4 separate regions of the Sus scrofa genome follow, and regions 2, 3 and 4 are each linked to region 1. Evidence: chromatin contacts called from public HiChIP or PLAC-seq data. All regions are on one chromosome and are shown on one strand. The core of a region is the stretch at or near the end of the contact, and the rest is flanking DNA. Distances in the headings are between cores, read along the strand shown.

Region 1 (2,589 bases), core at 38-2,537:
TAATGCATCTTAATATTTATTTAATGAAGTAAATGCTTCATTTCATAAAATAGACATGGCCAGGGGCTTGTAAGAAACTTGGTACATTTATTCTGTGGTTTGGAATTCAGTTATGTGGATTTTTGGAAGACGTGCTTCCTGTCAGACCAAAACACTTTTGATGAAGCACCAGGGCACAGAAAATGATGGTTTACTGTGTGAATGGGGATAATAAAACGTGTATATTGTCCAAATTAGAGACTGGGCTCAGGTCAATCAAATTAGACTCAACAGAGGAAAACAATGTGGTTCCCATGTGAACAAATATGGAGCAAGAAGAGAATTGGGACCAGTGGTGTGGCTGATCATGAGTCATGAATGGTTTGGATATCCACAGAGGGCCCCGTGGCAACGGCAGGCCATTGTGTGTCAGGCTGGGCTGCGGGGTTTTACTTGGAGGTCAAATAGGCATGTGTTCATTACTTTTGATTTGGCCTTTGAGAAGAGCAAAGCCGGGAAGGGGGATACTGAGTGTCTTCTTCTTCAAGTTCCAAATTTCGAAATCAGTGTAGACCAAGCAAAGACGTTTCAGAGGAAAATGAGAACAACAACATTTTTGAAAAGGAAGTCTCATGAGAAAATACAAAAAAAAAAGAGGTCCTATGTTTGGTTTTTAAGGAAAGAGTAAGGGGAGCCATGAATCTTTAAGTGGATAAAATTGCTTTACAGCGAGGACAAAATGATTTATTCCCTTAAGTGAAGTAAGACAGAAAGAGAAAGACAAATGCCATGTCACTTGAATGTGGAATCTACACTATAACACAAGTGAACTCACAACACAGAAACAGACTCACAACTCACAGACACAGAGAAAAATCTATGGTTGCCAAGGGGGATGGGGGTGGGGAGGGACAAATTAGGAGTTTGGGATTAGCAGATACAAGCTACTATATATACAATAGATAAACAATAAGTTCTATTGCATAACACAGGGAACTATATTCAATATCCTATGATAAACCATAATGGAAAAGGTTATGAAAAAGAATTATATGTACATATATATGTATGCATATATATATATATGATATGTATGAATGTGTGTGTATACATATGTATCTAAATCACTGCGCTGCACGCTGGAAACTAACACAACATTGTAAATCAAATATACTTCAATAAGGAAAGACTTATTCTCTCCACACCCGGTGGAAAGTTGAAGTAATAAGGCTTCATGTTGACACTGCTCCATGAGTGCTGATAAACCTATGACCCAAGCATCAGGACACCCGTGACATGGTCTGCTCCACCCGGGCCACAGCCTGGCCTTTAGTCAACACATGACTCAGAAGCCCTGAGTCTCCTCCACCAGCATAAACAAAATCCACCCCCACAGGAATCTCAGGAGGAGGAAACAATTCTTATCCTCACACATGGCAAGTATCACAATAAAAATATTATATTCTAGAAAAAAGTGACATGGTGGAGAGGAGAGGTGAAGGCCACCACCGCCAGGGCTGGTGCCCTCTAATTCCTGTGCATGTGGACTGGCAAGGGCTTTGGGTGCTGGAGTAAGTGGGAATCTCTGTCCTCAGTGAACTTCATACACTTTATTTTGTCTTTTTAGGGCTGCACCTGTAGAACATGGAAGTTTCCAGGCGAGGGGTCAAATTGGAGCTACAGTTACTGGCCTTATGCCACAGCCACAGTAATGCGGGATCCGAGCCACATCTGTGATCTGCACCACAGCTCACGGCAATGCCAGATCCCCGACCCACTGAGTAAGGCCAGGGATTGAACACACAACCTCCTGGATGCTAGTCGGATTCGTTTCCATTGCACCACAACAGGAACTCCCATATACATTCATTTGGTTTACACCTACAAAATAGAGGCCTTGAGCCTATACAAGTTGTATTGAGCAGAAAAAGGAGGGGTTTTATAGCATGCAGAGCAATACAACTCTCTTCTGGATGTTTAACAGCTCCCACACACCTCAGGGACACAGCCACATGCACCTTACACAAGACCTGATGGCTTTCCTCCAGCTCAGGCTGCTCTCTTGGCCACAGCCTCGCCCTGGGCATGTCTCTTCTGTTCTGTTTCTGCACTCTATATTTGCTGGCTCTTTCCTAGTTTGCACCCCATGCTGCCCCATCTCCTGAGATTAAGGATCCTTGTACAGTCTCTGCTGGGCCTTCACTACAGACTTCACCTCAGCACTTGCTTTTGGGTTACCCAGGACTGCGCGGATGAGAACCAGCCTCATCTACCTCAAGCTTGGATCACAGGTCTCTGAACCCCCAGTCTAGGATGTATAAAGCTTGACCAGGCTACCCAAGGTCACTCTGCATATAAATGACTTCTATGTATCTAGAAGGGTCATCAAGATGAAACGTATAGACATTTGGCCCAGATTCAGAATATTCCAACCTGCCACTCTAAGAATGTGAGGCAACTAGATGGAGGCCCCTCCCCTCAGCCAGGAAGAAGCGCTCTCTGGGTTCTGATAAGACCTAGGTCACAGACAAGATGCCTCCAGGGGTCAGAGAGGCGATGGGAATGGCTGAAGTGGACCGAGAAGAGGAGTGGTGGGAGCCATGCCCACTG
Region 2 (2,589 bases), core at 60-2,559, 330 kb after region 1:
CTTACATGTGGAATCTAAAATATGGCACAAATGAACCTGTCTACGAAACAGAAACAGACTCACAGACATAAAAAACAGACTTGTGGTTGCCAAGCAGAGAGGGGATGGAATTGTATGGATGGGGTGTTTGGGGTTGGTAGATGCAAACTGTTACATTTAGAATGGATAAGCAATGAGGTCTCACTGTATAGCACAGGGAACTATATCCAATCTCCTGGATTAGACCATGAGAGAAAAGAACATTTTAAAAAGAAGGATATTTGCAGCAACATGGATGGAACTAGAGACTGTCATACTGAGTGAAGTAAGTCAGAAAGAGAAAGACAAATACCATAGGATATCACTTATATCTGGAATCTAATATATGGCACAAATGAATCTTTCCACAGAAAAGGAAATCATGGACTTGGAGAATAGACCTGTGGTTGCTGAGGGGGAGGGGAAGGGATGGATTGGGAACTTGGGGTTAATAGATGCAAACTAATGGATTAGCAATGAGATCCTGCTGTGTAGCACTGGGACCTATGTCTAGTCACTTATGATGGAGCATGATAATGTGAGAAAATAGAATGTGTGCAAGTATGTGTAACTGGGTCACCATGCCGTACAGGAGAAAAAAAATTGTGTTGAGGAAATAACAATTTTTTTTAAAATGTTTAAAAAGGATATCTGTATCTGCCTGAGTCACTTTGCTGTACAGCAGAAATTGGCACAACATCATAAGTCAACTATAGTTTTAAAAAACAAAAACAAGAAATAAAACCTCTCCAGCACCCTGTTTTCTTATAGGGTATTCTGTTATTCATGCCACCAACGCTCACCCACAGCTGCACATGTACACTTGTCACTGTTTGTCTGCCGCTGTATGGAATCCTATCTGGGATCATTGTGCATCCTTCCCTCCCTCGGAGCCAGTCTTTAAAGGCTGGGCCCCTGGCATAAGGCTGGTGTTTATACAGAGGCTGGTTATCCTCTACCTAATTGCATCTGTCTGGGGGAGATCTTGACCAGGGCCGAAAGCCAGCATTTCTCTTCCCCTGTCTGAGGGCTTAGACTAACAGCTCAGCCAAAAAAAAAAAAGTGATAAAAAAAAAAAAATGCAGCTTGGGATTTCACTTGCTCCCACCAAGGACCAAAAAAGGAAGGAGAGAAGGCTTCTGGTGATGAGACATCTGAGAGGCCTCCGTCTGCTCAGGGGCAGTTGCATCCTCTCTGCCCCTCGTGCTCCTGACCTCAGGCTAGGGGAGGGTTTGTGGACACAGTCAGTGTCAAAGCTACCCCAGGAAGTCGGCTAAGCTCTGTTGATGGGGAGAGGCACGCACTGCACCCTGCTCCCCGTCACGTGCAGCTGAGGGAGTCTAAGCCTGTGAACTCTGAGCATTTAATCTAGTCACTGGTTTTATGCTGAGGGTGGTGTTGCAAGCACCCTCTTTCACATTCACATCCTTCTGCCCACAGTGCCGTGAGCCTCACAGATGAGACCATCCTGTGGCTGGAACACTGGGCTCCAGGGGGCGGTGTGACTAACACTCTCATCCCCCTACCCATCCCTGCACACACCTCTGCACCTCCCCCCCCTTCCTGTCATACCCCCGGATTCAGGGCAGGGCTGACAGTGCTCCATGAAGTAACCTCAGGCTGCAAATGTCCAGGAGAGGCCCAGCCTCTCGTAGGCTTTATTCTTCTACCCATTTTCTTGAGAGCAAACAAGGCAGGTACTCAGAGCACCTCCATCCTTTATTAGGCCTCCTAAAAGGCTTCCTTTCTCAGATGATCTACAGCTATAGACAGTCTGTCTGTCTGTCTATGTCTCTGTCTCTGTCTCTCTCCCTCTCCTTCTCCCCCCCCCTTTTCTTTGCTTCATCTTTTGAATAATTTAATGATGGACCGAATAACATTAAAGCCAGCAGCTTGTCTCTGCTGGATCTCTCCAGCAGCACCTGGATGCTGTTTGCCTCGGGGCAGGGCAGAGGAATGAAATGGTAGCAGAATTGGTGCATGTTCTATTTTTTTTCCAGCTTTATTGATATATAATTGGCAATGTCCCATTGTAGAGGTTTTAAGGTGTACCATGTGATGGGTTGATGTGTGTATATATTGTGAAATGTTTACTGCAGTAAGGTTGGGTAACACATCCTTCATCTCCTATAATTAGCATTTTTTCACTGTTTTTCGTCAGTAGGCTGGGGCTCAGTTCCCTTTCCCTTTGCCCAAGTTGGTGACACTTACCAAGCAAAAATACCCTCTTCCCCACCAGAGCCCCCCTCATGACCAGGGTCCTACATTTTTAATTTCTAAATAAGGCAACAGAGGAGAGACAAAGCTGGATTCCCCTCTCAGCTGACTCAGATTGTACCCATTTGACCCTTGAAGTGGAGTTCCCGTCATAGCTCAGCAGTTAGCGAACCCGACTAGCATCCATGAGGATGTGAGTTCAATCCCTGGCCCTCCTCAGTAGGTTAAGAATCCGTCATTGCCGTGAGCTGTGGTGTAGGTTGCAGACACGGCTTGGTTCTGCTGTTGCTATAGCTGTGGTGTAGACCGGCAGCTGCAGCTCTGATTCCACCTCTAGCTTGGGAACCTCCATGT
Region 3 (2,589 bases), core at 65-2,564, 310 kb after region 1:
CTGTGCCCTACAAGGCCATCCGGGGCCCAGGTTCCTACTGCTCTGCCATCCCTGGTGGGCTTCCCTCCTCTGCCTGGTCGATGCCAGTTTACAGGTACCACATCTACTTTCCAGCCCACAGGAAGTCGGAGAGAGAATGAAGGGCAGCCCACTCTTTTGAGGGATGCGAGAGTCAGGTGTATCACATCCACTCACAACCAGTTGACCAGAATTCAGTGACATGTCCACACCTAGCTGCAAGGGAGTCTGAAAACAGTAATGTTCAGCTATGTAGCCATAGACCTCAAACTCTATTATTGTGGGAGAATCAGGGTGAAGTTGGAGGGACCGCTAGCGTCTGCCCCACCCCTCAGCAGCTTTTATCCTCTCACTACTCTCTTATCTTCAATGAGGTGGATTTGGGCCTCTTCCCTTCAGGCCAAGGGTGACCCTATCTGATGCCAGAATCCTGCAAGCTCTTGGAAAAAGGGAAGATAAACTGCTCTGCTGTCCTCATTAAGGAGATAACCTCAAGTTCAATTCCTCTACAAGACAGCACTCCGAAAAAAATCATCATCCTCTGCCTCACACATACACCCTGTAAAAAGTCACTATTGACTTGCTTTACCATAAATTGTATATGTGTTTATAAATGTATGCTGGGGAGTTCCCATCGTGGCACAGTGGTTAATGAATCCGACTAGGAACCATGAGGTTGCGGGTTCGATCCCTGCCCTTGCTCAGTGGCCTAACGATCCGGCGTTGCCATGAGCTGTGGTGTAGGTTGCAGAGGCAGCCTGGATCCCGTGTTGCTGTGGCTCTGGCATAGGTCGGCAGCTACAGCTCTGATTCGACCCCTAGCCTGGGAACCTCCATATGCCGCAGGAGTGGCCCAAGAAATGGCAAAAATACAAAAAAAAAAAAAAATATATATATATATATATATATATAAATGTATGCTGATATAGAAACCAAGTCTTCCCTTTTTGGATCTGTTAACAGACCTCTGACTGGATCTCATCTGCCAAGTAGGTCATCAGTGAGTAGTCTGGTCCACATAACACGCATTCCTCCCACACAAAGTGGCCACCATTTGTCATCCCAGATACTGTTATTACAGCTGCTGGGGAAGCATCACTGACTGCCTCCAGTGGGTCCCGTGTTCTCCCCCTCCTACTTACTAACTCCCTCCTTTAATTTCCTTGTGTCTGTGTTGGCACTTGTGTTCACGAGTGAGACCTCTTGCGAAAGTTTTGTGGAAGCAGGTACCACATCATCAACCAGCCTGGGGCTCACCAGGGTCAAGGGAGGTAATGTCACGGAAGGGCAGACTGACCTCATTTCCTTAGACAAGGAAGTGGCAGGAGGAGGCAGCCTCCGGTCAGTGGCCCCTCTGCTCCCTTTGTCACCATCATCACCGTCACTGTTGTTCCTTGTCCCAGTAGAGGCTGTGGAATTAGAGAGGGGTCTGTTTTCTGACAGCTCCTCTATCGGCATTCACACCAAAACAGCTTCTGAGAAGGTTTGAAATTCTAAACCAGTGCAAGGGACCCAAAAGTCATGGCTGCTGGTGTTGCTGATGTCTTGCAGCTTGAGAACATGCCAAAATAAAGATCCAGAGGAGGAGGGACCTGGCTTCATGTCCTTCTTCAAAGAAAAGGTGTCGGCCTCCGTTCCAAAAACACAATACAAGTGGCCCCACCACCAGATTCTCGGGGCAGTAGATTTTGATGGGCTCTGACTTCATAGCCAGATAAGTAATCAGTGGAAAAGGGAGAAATAGGCCACACAAACATGAGCTCCAGGGCAAAAGGGAAAGTAAAATATTCTTAGGCAAAGTCCATTCTGTTTCTTTAAAGGAATAGAGCTTCTTGGCGGAAGTGACAAATTAAAGGGAAAAAGAATTAACTGTGTTTTGAAAGGAGGAGGCTGCATTTGCAGAGTCATCTGGCGAGGAAGCTCCTTAGAGACAGGAAAGATTGGCAAAGCTGGGTTTTGTCTGGCCTTGGAGAGTGAACCCCCTTGGCTTTCATTCTCCACATTGGTGGGGAGGGGGCGTTGATGACGCCTGTTCAAACAGCCACTTTGTGCTAATGTGTTTTCTTGTGGCTCTGCCAGGTGACAGCCTGACCCTTGGGCCCTCCGCCACTTTAGCCCAGAAAGCCAATCTCTACCGCTGTGGCCCAGAAGCGATACTGATTTTCCTGTTTCTCTTTGCTGGTTCATGAATAGAAGCCCCCATTTTTGTTTTTATTTGTGTTTTCCTTTGGTGGTTTATATAGAACAAAACCAAAGGGAGTGGAGAGAGGCTTGACCCTAAATATCGACATTAGGAAGAAACGTCTTTGTTGGATCTTTGGTGTTTCTGCAAAACTTGAGGTCGAATTAACCAGCCTTGGTTAGTGTTCCGTGCCCTGCTTGGCTTGCCCCAGATTCTAGGGATCATTGGCTCAAAAGTCAAAGCATCAATAGGCCAAGCTGAACTCCCACCAGGAGAGGGGGAAGGAACAAGAGGAAAAGTGAGAGCAAAATACAGATTGTTTCTGCCCAGTGCCCTGAGCAAGTCCCTTTGCCTGCAGCAGGCGTCCAGTGAACAACAGTGCTTTGCTT
Region 4 (2,589 bases), core at 65-2,564, 300 kb after region 1:
ATGTCAAACAGTGGTATCTTCACACCTTAGAATACTGCTCAGCAATGAAAACTGCAATGACTAAAGCAATAAAAACTACTACACATGAACTACTGAAAAATGTACATCATCATGGATAAGTGTCAAAAATAAGTAGAGACTAGAGTTCCCCTTGTGGCTCAGCAGGTTAAGAATCCAGCATAGTCTCTATGAGGATGCAGGTTTAATCTCTGGCCTCCCACAGTGGGTTAAGGGTCAAACATTGCCACAAGCTGCAGGTTAGGTCACAGATGTGGCTTGGATCCTGCGTATAGGCCAGTGACTGCAGTTCTGATTCAACCCTTAGCCTGGGAACTTCTATATGCCACGGTGCAGCCATTAAAAAAAGAAAAGAAAAAATAGATGCAAAGGGTGCATCCCATAAGATTACATTATTATGAAATCCTAGGCCAGACAAATTTCATTAACTAATCTTCTAGCACAGTAGTGGTAGAAGTCACAACCACAGTTGCCTTGGGGGGGACCACCTGCAGCTCTTTCTGGTGTGGTGACTGTGTTCTCGCCCTTGATTGGACTTTAGATTGTATAAGTATAGACATCTGTCAGAACTCACCAAGCACCTAAGATCTAGACATTGTACTGTGCATGAAATACACTGAAACTTAGAAGCTGCAAAGAAAGAGAAAGGGAACTGAAAAATTCATCATACTCGCTAAACCTCCCCTCATTATTCGGAAGTCTCTTTACATTTCGGAGATATATTCTTCCAAGCTGATGATTGGGTAGCTTTCATCACCCCCTTTTTGTACCAGGTGCACCGTGGGGTATGTGTACCAGGTGTCTTATGGGGTGCATGTGTACCAGTGCACAGTGGGGCTTGTGTGTACCATGTGTACCGTGGAGTAGCATTTTCCCATTTCTTTGGGGCTCTTCTTAGGGCCACACATACAAATTTTGTCAGAAGCATAGAGAGACTTCTTTTTCACAAAAATTATCTTAGATTGTGCAGGAAAAGTTGTGCAAGGGAGATTTATTACTTGAAGAATATTTTCTGGAAGGCATATCTTCACTCCTTAATTTATGATTGGTTGTGTTACTTCGGAATTTGGAAGCGCGCTCTTGGACCAGAACTCTTTGCAAAATTTCCTGTGTTGTGAAATGCAGACATTTACATTAAATTTGAAATCTCTTACTCACCCCTCTCTCCCTCCCTCGAGTCCATCCTCCCCGCCTCTTACGTAATCTTCCTGAAATGCAGAGCTCTTGTGTAACTCTTGCTCAGAAACCCTGATGGCCTGCTCTCTCTTTCACACGTAGGTTGCTGCCTAACTGGCTGGTGGCCCACCTACGGTCTTGGCTTCTGTCACCTCAAACAAGGCTGCTCCCTGGATCTGTGCTTGGCCTGGGGAGCAGTTAACCCGCCCCGCTCCTCTACCTGTCCTTCCAATGGGCCTGGTTTGGATACCCACTCTCTGAGCGCCTGTCCTTGCTTCCCCCGGGGTAGGTGTGACCCCACACACACACACCAAGCTCACGAGGCACCCTGTGTGTTTCTCCAGGAGAGCACCCTTGCCACATTGGAGAAGAGCAAAGTCTTCCCATGTCTACCCTCTCCCATTGGTTGGATGCTCTTCATCGATGGGAATGCATTTTGCATCTTTGTGTTCTGTGCATACTGCTGGGTATTGATCTAGAAGTGGTGGGTGGATGGATGGATTAATTCATTCATCATTTACTCATTCGGCACTGCAGCACCTTCTTTGTAAGACCTTCAAAGAGGAGATAAACAAGACCAGAATGGTCTGTGGCCCTAGCAAAGGCAGTTCTTCTGGGACAAAGTTACAGTATTCTGGTCCTGCTCTCTGTTTGCTTTTTTTTTTTTTTTTCCCAAGTGGTAGCAAGAACCTGAGAGGCTTTCTGCCTCTCCTTCTCTGCATGAGGGATTCTCTCCCCAGTTCTAAGGAAGAAAATGAGAATGTAGCACTAATAGTGTAAACCAGAGCTGGGAGAGAAAAAAAAAAAAAAGAAAAGAAAAACATAATACTCATAACAGCTAACAGTAAATCCGCTTTTTACAATTTCTAAATACCTTCAGACCACATCATTTTCTCATCACCAAAATCCCACAGATGAAATGGGGACAGTAATTGTCCCAGCAGGCAAATGAGGTGAAGTGAAGGCCAGATGATTTGCCCAGTGTCGCATGTCTGGTTTGTGATAATGCTGAGACCAGAACAGGAGTCCCTGTGTTCCCACCAGGGTTGGGTGAGTGTTCAAAAGTACGAGTTCCCAGGAAGATCAAATAATTGCTGGAAAAGCACTTCCGATCTCCAATGAAAACATATCTTTCCAGCCGAGTGCCCTCCCTAAGGCCTGGAGAGTGTCATCTGCCAAGTAGCTGTTCTTTTGTCTTCTGCATGAACTCCCAGAGGCTGAGGGCCGCTGCAAAATCTGGGAGACCCAGGAGCGGCCACGCACTGCCAAAGTGCATTTGAACCCTATAGAATCAGTCGCTGACCGTGTCAATAGAAGTTAGAGAATGTTTTTTCTTCAGTTCTGGCCAGGACACAGGTATGGAAGCGAATGCAGATGAGGAGCTTTGTCACTCAT

What was found. HiChIP or PLAC-seq counts read pairs in DNA pulled down with a chosen protein or histone mark.
Region 2: a contact with region 1 is called in an H3K27ac HiChIP or PLAC-seq map of alveolar macrophages. The contact joins two enhancer-like sites. A contact is called at or near these places in 2 of 47 Hi-C or Micro-C datasets (fetal heart ventricle and omental adipose tissue) and 2 of 2 datasets of contacts at active chromatin or transcription factors (alveolar macrophages and skeletal muscle).
Region 3: a contact with region 1 is called in an H3K27ac HiChIP or PLAC-seq map of alveolar macrophages. The contact joins two enhancer-like sites. A contact is called at or near these places in 2 of 2 datasets of contacts at active chromatin or transcription factors (alveolar macrophages and skeletal muscle).
Region 4: a contact with region 1 is called in an H3K27ac HiChIP or PLAC-seq map of alveolar macrophages. The contact joins two enhancer-like sites. A contact is called at or near these places in 2 of 2 datasets of contacts at active chromatin or transcription factors (alveolar macrophages and skeletal muscle).

What each region holds. Positions count from the first base shown.
Region 1 is chr1:77,963,954-77,966,542 of Sscrofa11.1, reverse strand. No RefSeq gene overlaps it. Among named protein-coding and RNA genes, the nearest start is that of WISP3, 40 kb to the left of the region's middle. Within about 2 kb of position 1,287, at least 8 of the 83 cell types and tissues checked have an H3K27ac peak or open chromatin away from gene starts, as enhancers often do. A contact at or near this core is called in alveolar macrophages, where this site is marked.
Region 2 is chr1:77,630,506-77,633,094 of Sscrofa11.1, reverse strand. All of the region lies in intron 2 of FYN (FYN proto-oncogene, Src family tyrosine kinase), which reads left to right. Among named protein-coding and RNA genes, the nearest start is that of FYN, 11 kb to the left of the region's middle. Within about 2 kb of position 1,309, at least 18 of the 83 cell types and tissues checked have an H3K27ac peak or open chromatin away from gene starts, as enhancers often do. A contact at or near this core is called in alveolar macrophages, where this site is marked.
Region 3 is chr1:77,652,101-77,654,689 of Sscrofa11.1, reverse strand. It overlaps a transcript of FYN not described here. Among named protein-coding and RNA genes, the nearest start is that of FYN, 11 kb to the right of the region's middle. Within about 2 kb of position 1,314, at least 6 of the 83 cell types and tissues checked have an H3K27ac peak or open chromatin away from gene starts, as enhancers often do. A contact at or near this core is called in alveolar macrophages, where this site is marked.
Region 4 is chr1:77,668,951-77,671,539 of Sscrofa11.1, reverse strand. It overlaps a transcript of FYN not described here. Among named protein-coding and RNA genes, the nearest start is that of FYN, 28 kb to the right of the region's middle. Within about 2 kb of position 1,314, at least 20 of the 83 cell types and tissues checked have an H3K27ac peak or open chromatin away from gene starts, as enhancers often do. A contact at or near this core is called in alveolar macrophages, where this site is marked.